Regions from separate parts of the Mus musculus genome. Here all the other regions are linked to region 1. A link is a contact called in public Hi-C data. All regions are on one chromosome and are shown on one strand. The core of a region is the stretch at or near the end of the contact, and the rest is flanking DNA. Distances in the headings are between cores, read along the strand shown. Region 1 overlaps Opcml (opioid binding protein/cell adhesion molecule-like). Region 2 overlaps Opcml (opioid binding protein/cell adhesion molecule-like). Region 3 overlaps Opcml (opioid binding protein/cell adhesion molecule-like).

Evidence for each region. Hi-C and Micro-C count contacts between places; a contact is called where the count stands out from the background.
Region 2: a contact with region 1 is called in a Hi-C map of cerebellar granule neurons, with 2.6 times the contacts expected there. The contact joins two enhancer-like sites. A contact is called at or near these places in 7 of 484 Hi-C or Micro-C datasets (the AML12 cell line, brain, cerebellar granule neurons and 2 more) and 4 of 115 datasets of contacts at active chromatin or transcription factors (VIP interneurons, embryonic forebrain, embryonic hindbrain and 1 more).
Region 3: a Hi-C map of cerebellar granule neurons shows a contact between it and region 1, with 2.1 times the contacts expected there. The contact joins two enhancer-like sites. A contact is called at or near these places in 2 of 484 Hi-C or Micro-C datasets (cerebellar granule neurons and cerebellum).

What each region holds. Positions count from the first base shown.
Region 1 is chr9:28,680,091-28,682,790 of GRCm38.p6, reverse strand. All of the region lies in intron 3 of Opcml (opioid binding protein/cell adhesion molecule-like), which reads right to left. Among named protein-coding and RNA genes, the nearest start is that of Gm39313, 290 kb to the right of the region's middle. Within about 2 kb of position 1,355, at least 7 of the 459 cell types and tissues checked have an H3K27ac peak or open chromatin away from gene starts, as enhancers often do. A contact at or near this core is called in cerebellar granule neurons, where this site is marked.
Region 2 is chr9:28,404,736-28,407,435 of GRCm38.p6, reverse strand. The region is part of intron 2 of Opcml (opioid binding protein/cell adhesion molecule-like); the gene reads right to left. Among named protein-coding and RNA genes, the nearest start is that of Gm39313, 9.9 kb to the right of the region's middle. Within about 2 kb of position 1,390, at least 6 of the 459 cell types and tissues checked have an H3K27ac peak or open chromatin away from gene starts, as enhancers often do. A contact at or near this core is called in cerebellar granule neurons, where this site is marked.
Region 3 is chr9:28,335,569-28,338,268 of GRCm38.p6, reverse strand. The region is part of intron 1 of Opcml (opioid binding protein/cell adhesion molecule-like); the gene reads right to left. Among named protein-coding and RNA genes, the nearest start is that of Gm39313, 59 kb to the left of the region's middle. Within about 2 kb of position 1,283, at least 36 of the 459 cell types and tissues checked have an H3K27ac peak or open chromatin away from gene starts, as enhancers often do. A contact at or near this core is called in cerebellar granule neurons, where this site is marked.

The sequences.
Region 1 (2,700 bases), core at 106-2,605:
AGAGGTGATATATAGATGATGATAGAGAGATAAATAGATAAATGATAGATGATAGATAAATAAATGATAGAAGATAGATAGATAGATAGATGATAGATAGATAGATAGATAGATAGATAGATAGATAGATAGATAGATACAAAGACATACATAAATATATACCTACATACATACATACATATGTACATATATAAGCACAAATAAAACAATTTTATGTGTTTTTTTCAGAGAGGAACCAGGAAAGAGAGATTTAAAAACAAAAACAAAAACTTTTCCAATGAAAATGATGGATAATACTCAGTGTCCCCACTAATGATGCTATCAAGGGATCCCTAAATTCTTTGTCCAAATAAACTATAAACCAACAAAGGTTTGTGAGCAAACTTTCTGATTGCCCCATCAGTGGGTAAAATTAAAAGAGACAGACAATCCAAGAAAAAAAAATAACCTTCCGTTGAGAAATTTTACTAAAGAATCATAAGATAGAATTATCAGAAAGGAGCATTTGAGTCCAGTCCACCCTCACCTCCATGTCAAAACCAGGGAAGTGTTTTGTGGTAGGGATCCATTATCTTGTGTGATTCATGGGCACAGATGCATAGATGCTGCTTATAGTTCCTGGCTCAGAACCATGTGTCAAAATGGGATATAAGAGCACATGGAGAGAGGAAGGGGGACAGGAAGGGGGAAGCATGAAAGTAAGGAAGAGAGAGACGCATGGACAAGTGTGCACAGAGGATTTTATTAACTACTTTGTTTATTTCTTCATGTTTGTGTGTCTGTGTATACTTGTGTATGGAGTAGGCCATGGCACATTAGTGTGGACAACAAATGACAATTTGTGAGAAATCAGTTCTCTCTCCCTGCAACATGTAGGGTCATCACGCCTGGCAGCAGGCGCTTTTACTCACTGAGCCATCTCACCAGCCCCTACAGAGAGGATTAAAGTGCGCGTGCTGCACACAGAAAATCAGTTTTACTGCATGCTGTTCATCCCAGGATAAGAAACCTGGAAGGCAATGTCCTAAAGACTCAGGAGCCAAGCTTAGGCTAGGGAGTACATTTTCTCATGCCCAGGCTTGTTCTTTTCTACTTTTCCACCTTGCTTCTGTGAAGAACAAGTGTGATTATAATTTAAAATAGAGGCTGAATAAATTAAATGTATTTCAGGTTGACTGCTTGCTTTTCTTTAAGCTCATAATTATACACGTTAATTCAAATGACTTGGTAATATTTGGGAGGAGAGGGGGAAATCACAGAGAAAAGATTTGGTACAAAGAAGAGTTGGAAGTGGTTTTGTCTCTGAAAAATCTTGTGCACCATGTGGCTCTGTCTGCATCATCCTGCTGTAAACCCTCCTCCCAGGTGCCTGTAGCTCCCAGCCCAGAAATTTCTCATCAGCATCTGCATTTCTTCTTAGCTTCTTTAGAACTTGTCTTTCTCTTAAAGGGCAGCATTTTCCTGCCCATTCACTTCACTCCGAATTAGCAGTGTGGCAGAGGGACACAATTCTGGGGGTTACATAGCAAAAAAATACATTCATTAAGAGGTTCGTAGCCACTTCCCTGCCAGCCTAATTCATTCAAAGCACTCCTGACTCCCTGGATCTCCATTTCTTGCTTTATAGAGTGGTGACTTTCTGCTCTGTCTTCCAGGGATTTTGTAAAGAATAATCAAAAGAGATAATGCATGCAAAGTGCCTTGTTGACTATTTGTATTTTGATAGCTTTCTCTCCAGTGCCAAAAGCTTAACCCAAATGAATAAATGCAGCGAAGGGAATTTAAAACACTTACTAGCTCTATCGTCTAGCACAGTTTCAATCTAAGCCTTGGTTTCTTTATTTGTAAGATACGAAGATGATGCATAGTTTGTCAAGTAGATGCAAAGATCAATTGAGACACGGTTAGTGCATAATGTGGCCAGTGCCCGAGCTAACAGGGGCCCAATAAGAATGGAGTGGGCAGAAAACTAGATTTCCTTTCAGATAACAGCTTGTCTCCCCAAAACAGGATCCACATTAAAATACCCAAAGCCATTTGTATATATAAAAATTACAGAAGCCTTTTGTGAAGTCCCCTATGTATGAATTTCATATTTCATATTTCATATTTCTCTCTATCTCTGCTTCATGTAGGTGTATGTATGTGTAGGGGTGTTGGGGATTTGGTGCATGTGAATGCACATATATTGATATATACATGTGTATGGAGGCCTCAATATCCTCCTCAATTTTCTCTACTTTATCTTTTGAGACAGAACATTTTACTGAATCTGGAGAGTGCTGACTCAGCAAGGACTGGCCATTAAGCTCCAGGCACCCCCCCTTCTCCTCTCCAGTGCAATGATTACATGCATGCATTTTTATGTCCCTGCTGGGATCCGAACTCATATTCTCATGCTTGCCTAACATGTTTTCTAGCATGTTGAGCCTATTTCATCTTAAGATGAATCATTTCTGAGCCTCTGAACAAATCTAGGCTTTGTAAAAAAACACTCAGTCCAGGAGAGAACCTTGCCTTACAGGCCCCAGATTTCTAAGCCAGCCCAGAGAAAGGCTGAGAGTATCAACACTCCTCAAGCAAAGATAGACACAATTTCCCTTCTGCATCCATTTCTAACAAATAGCAACACCCCAGACCACCAGTACTCATAGATCTGGTGAGGTTTCAGAACATGGAGAGTTAATGAAGATTAGGATG
Region 2 (2,700 bases), core at 141-2,640, 280 kb after region 1:
TAATTCAACTATAAAGAATAGCACCTCCATTTTCCATATCATCTCTCTTCGAAAAGGCAAAATAACTCAGTATTAAAATAATTATTTTTACTTTCCAAGCAGCCCTATGAATAGTTACAGGGATGATAATATGGCCTCATTTATATAAAATGAGTTTTTATCTATACTGAAAACTTCAGTCTTCTGTAGCATGCTGTAGCACGTCACTTCCTAAGGTCTCTCAGCACAATCAAGGGCCTGTCAAAACAAAACTGATCTCCCACAGGAAGCAATTGTCCTCTCTGAGCTGGGGAAATTTTCACAGGGAATTGAGTGTGTACACAAGCTTAGGATATCTTGGCTTTACCTTCTGGTCTCTGCTCCTTGCCTGACTTTGTTCAGGATTTAGGAACTAAGAGGTCATGTGACCTGGAACAGACACCTTCAAGGGGGTTTACTAATTCTGATAGGTGTATCATTTAACTCGTTGATACATTCGGAACACTAACTTCCCAAGAAATAAACCCCTAATGAACTCTTTCAAGGAGTCATAAAAGTCATTTTACATAGAGCTATAAGGCTATAGGAAAATCTATAAGGCTATAGCACTACTCTTATCTAGCATGCATAAGGCCTTGAGTTTGATCCCCAGTATTGCAAAAAATGAAGAGGTAAAATGAATTGTAAGTTTTAGAAAACAAAAATACTACCAAAAACCATATGATAGATTTCCCTGAGGCCAAGACTGTGGGTTTCCCCTTACTGAGAACATGGCCTCTCAGTGAAACAACTGAGTACCTCGTCTTACTGATAAGAAAGGAACACAGCTCATAGAACAGATTAGTAGACAAGGAAAAAGAGAGAGGTTGAAAGCTGAGCTGCAGAAATCTGCATGGACTGTTTATGTTCTTTCAAGAAATGTTGAGGTAGTAGCAAGCTATTTTAGCATAGAGAATAGTAAGAATTAATGATGGTGGGAAGAAGTGAAGGAGACCATAGGTAACAAGAAAAGAGTGTCCGGTGGAGGCACCTTGTAAGATTAGAGCAATGGAAGAGAAGATTACACGAGGTAAAATCTGTAGAGGAGATCCAGAGAGTAATAGGTGGGCACAGGGATAGGTTTGTCTATAGCAGGGGAAAGGGGCAGAAGAGAGAAGAGAGACAAAATCAACATGGCTTGTGCTGACTTTTAAAAGTCAGCTACCACAACGGTCAGGTAAGCAGCAGCAGTCATAGTTGAACATACACATTGTTGTTTCCACAAAGCATGAAAAGCAACCATTCAGCTTTTCCTTTTTTATTCCCCTTTCCCATTACCAAGCCCAGCTGTTAAACATTAGAATTGAAGATCATGAAAACAGGCCAGTAGCTAATAAGAGAGAGAGAGAGAGAGAGAGAGAGAGAGAGAGAGAGATTGAAGCTTGAAGCTCGCCCTCTGCTGGTAGAACTGTCTTACTGCACCCAGAAGGCAGAAGCTCAAGTTTCTAAGTTTTTTATTTAATTTTCAGGGACAGGAAGGAGGAGGACAGCAGAATTTGTAAATTTATTAGTGATATCCCCCTTGTTTATGAAACAATTCATTGCCTCTAACAAAAGACTGAAAGAACAAGAGGTATTTGGCAGTGTTGAAACTCTTTTGCCACTACTACTACTATCCACATTTCCTGGGTTCACATACACTGCGGTTAGATGCTTTTGGCACCTTTGAACCACCAGTCCCCTGCAAAAGTGAAGTCCCACAAATCATACCTCAAAGAGCAGACCTGGAACTTTCCTTGAAGCAACACAATAAGGATAAGGCACTCTCATCCACTACAAGCTAAGGGGTGCTCAAAAGATGAGAAGCACTTGTAACTCATGCTGTCTTTAGGACCATGCAGGTCAAGAAGACAGGACTTTGGGATCTTTCACTAGCTGAAAAGATGATTTACCTACGAACCTCCCAAGGCAGAAGGGATCCAAATTTAACCCTAGGGTTCATGTGAAAAGATTTCTTCCTCTGGGAGATATCTGTGTGTGTTGGAAGGACTCCACAAGGAAAAGCACAGAGAACAGGAAGAAGGAAATCCCACCCTCAATATCTCCTTGTAGAAGCCAGGCATTCTGGCTGCAGAATCTGGGTCAGAATATTTTATTTTCACTATAACCATCAAAGTCATAGGCAGGGCAAACACATTCACCCTGTGTACACTGAGACATACTTAAGCTGGGATGTCCCTGAATCTGTCTCCTAGGACCAGAACTGCCTCATTAAAGGGATAAAAGATGATATCTGCTGAGCTCGTGGAAAGTGGTGGCTGCATTTTTATTAAAGTCTCTGCTGCAGCAGGCCCAGTCCCCAAAGGTTCATATTCCAAGCATCTCCACCCCTCTGCCTGGAGCATGGAAGTGATTCTCTGTAACTCATTAAGCTAAAACAAAAAGCTTCCCTATTGTGCTTCTCACACAGGAATGATGTCGGTGCATAAAAGCTACATGCTTGCTCTTCTTGGTCCCAGCCCATAAAAACACAAAGGCCTCATAATTTGCATCAGGGCCCAAGTGCACCGCACAGGGTTAGACTGAGGGGCTGTGTCTTCCTAAGACTCATAAAAAGTCGTGCCCTGGCACAGGAAATCTAAAGCCTTCAATTGTGAAATAGCCCCAACACACGCTGCCATCACAGATGGTTAGCTGAGGGCGATCCTGTGTCATCACATCCTCCTGGCCTGGAAGAAAAAT
Region 3 (2,700 bases), core at 34-2,533, 340 kb after region 1:
AAGAAGAAATGCCAAATTTGGTTCCCCGATTCTGCTTTGTGGACTCTTTCAGAAGGTTGATGCTTTTACCTCCTCCTCCCTGGTACATTTATTCCATAGATTAAACCTACCCCCAGTATAAGAGAGAATAGGATTTCTGCAGGTCTTCTAATTAGCTAGAGCAACGTTGACATCCAGTGGTGAATTTGATTCATCACAGGTGCCCACACTTAATGCCTATATCTCTGACTGTCAGGGGGTATATGGAGTGAGTGTTGGCCTGCTGTTTCTATGCAGCTTGGCCTGGGGTACCTCTACACATGTATACTCTCTTTCCATGCTTTAAACTAGTCTTCAAGAGCATGCAGGTTACCATAGCAATATGCAATAGCTAGTCTATATCCAAGGCATGTGTGTGCTCAAATTTGCTCGCAAACTCACTCATACACACACACACACACACACACACACACACACAAAGGCATCAAACTACCTAATATCTGTATATACATATTCTAACTATGTCCTTGCAGATGTTTGTATATATGGTTCCTATATTACTTAAAAACATTAGCCTGATGACACGGTATTCTTTCTCACATGGTCCCCTCTTTATCCTTAGAACTGTGTTGTAAATAACAAGGAAAGACTACCACCCTGTATCCTACAGACTTTTCCCTCAAGCTAATTCACAGTGTTGTTTCCACTGAAGCAGAATCAGGTATGGCTGAACTGGGCTTCCTTGCTGATCTGCTCATAGTAGCTCGGATATCAGCAGAAGCCTGCTGTCCCTGCACTGATGACAGTTGATTGCCTTCATCCAGGGGGAATAGTCATATCTTCCCAATGCTTGACCTGGAGAAACCAAAGGACACAGGACACTGCCTGGCCCTAAAGGGCACCAAGTCCGGAGCAGACATGGTCAGAGACAGAATAAAACTTCAATTCGACTCCCCACTTCTTTTTCTTTAAAGGCAGGACCCATCAGAATTTACAAGCCACTTACTAATTAATATTTTTTTGTGTATCCTAGTAATTGCCATGCATTGAAAACTTGGAGACAATTGTCTCACTGGAATCTGAGGCTCAAGCCATGCTACAAAGCTACATTTTCAAATCCCTTTTACCTCTTGATATGAGGAAAGAGAAGGAGAAAGAGGACCCTAAACTAGTTTAACACAATGCACAATTAAATATTGATTGGAAATTCTTCCTACGAATTTCCCCTCTACCTCCCTACCTCCACAGGGAGGTGTCTGGATGTGATTCCTAAGCTGTCCCCATACAGTGATTACGTTCATTAGGACACCAGCCTTGTGGTTAAAGCACTTTCCTTACTGCTGCACGTTTAATTAGACAACTCTTCCCCAGAAATTATTTATAGCCAGGCTGCAGAGCTATTGTTAGTCCCAATGTAAATAAGATTCAGGGCGGGAGTCCCAGTGCGCTGCAGTGGCTGGCACTGCCGCCATCAGCCCACTCCTGGTGCACACTCGGGGACTGCTTCCAAGCCTTTACAGCTAGATCGCTGCTGTTTAAAACCCCTGGCGTGATTCTCTAATGAAACTTTTAATACAAGCCCTTCCAAAAGACTGGGAATCTACCAGGTCAGTGTGAGTGCACGGAGGAGGAGTTAAGAGAAGAAGGGGAGGAGCTGGGAGAGACAGGAGCTGCCTCCAAGGCAGTACTCAGCTTTCCTAGTTCAGCTAGGGAAGTGTGCACATGATCTGTTTTAACACAGCCATCCCACATACAAGCAACTGCTTTGGGCACTGATGGTTAAAGACCCAGATATGGATTTTCAAGTATAAAGCTGTGTTTGCAGTCTGGGCTGGTTGAAATGAATGTCTGGGGACTGGGAGGTAACCTGTGAGCCCAATGCCCTTTCAATACAGTGTACATTAAAAGTGTTGAAGCTGCTTCCAAATCCAGGGCTTGGACTTGGTGCTGGCATGATGAGGGCAGCATCACCTCTGTCTGCAAGATGTTCATAATCAGGTGAACACCATTAGTGTGTAATCAAAGTAAACAAGAATGCTATTTGAAGAGCTTTTCATATCAGCAACCATGGATTGTCCAGGGCCCTCTGGATACTGCCACTTTGCATCATTTAATGAACTGCCTTAGGAATAGAATGCTATTATTGCAATGCCGGTGCCAGACTTTTCATTGCTGTGACAAAATGCCTGATGGAGTAACTTACAAGTGAGGTTTCTCTTGTCTCATCTGCTCAGAGGTTTCAGTCCATGGTCAGTCTGCATTGCTGCTTCTGGACAGGGATGAGGCTGAGCGCCATGGCAGGGTGGGCAGGGAGGGGCAAACTCAGCCAATTACCTTAGGGCTACCATCAGACAGAGTATTAAAGCTTGAGTATAAAACATACCCTGTGGGCCTTTGTATTGAAGTTGGTCCCCAGCCAGGTGCTCTGTGTGGAAGATGTGGGGGATCTTTGGGCAGTGGGCAGAGCTGAAGAAAATAAGTATCTAGAGTTGTCTTTGATGGGTATATTTGGTTCCCTCTCTGTCTGCTACTGATCTGTCAAGAGCGCATAATCTTCCCCATCACCTGATCCCATGGCCAGGATGTTCTGCGCAAGCCCACGTAGCTGAGCACCCAAGGACCGAACCCCCTCAAGCCCTGCGCAAGCCCACGTGGCTGAGCACCCAAGGACCGAACCCCCTCAAGCCCTGCACCCAAACAAGTAAACCTCTTCAGGTTGTT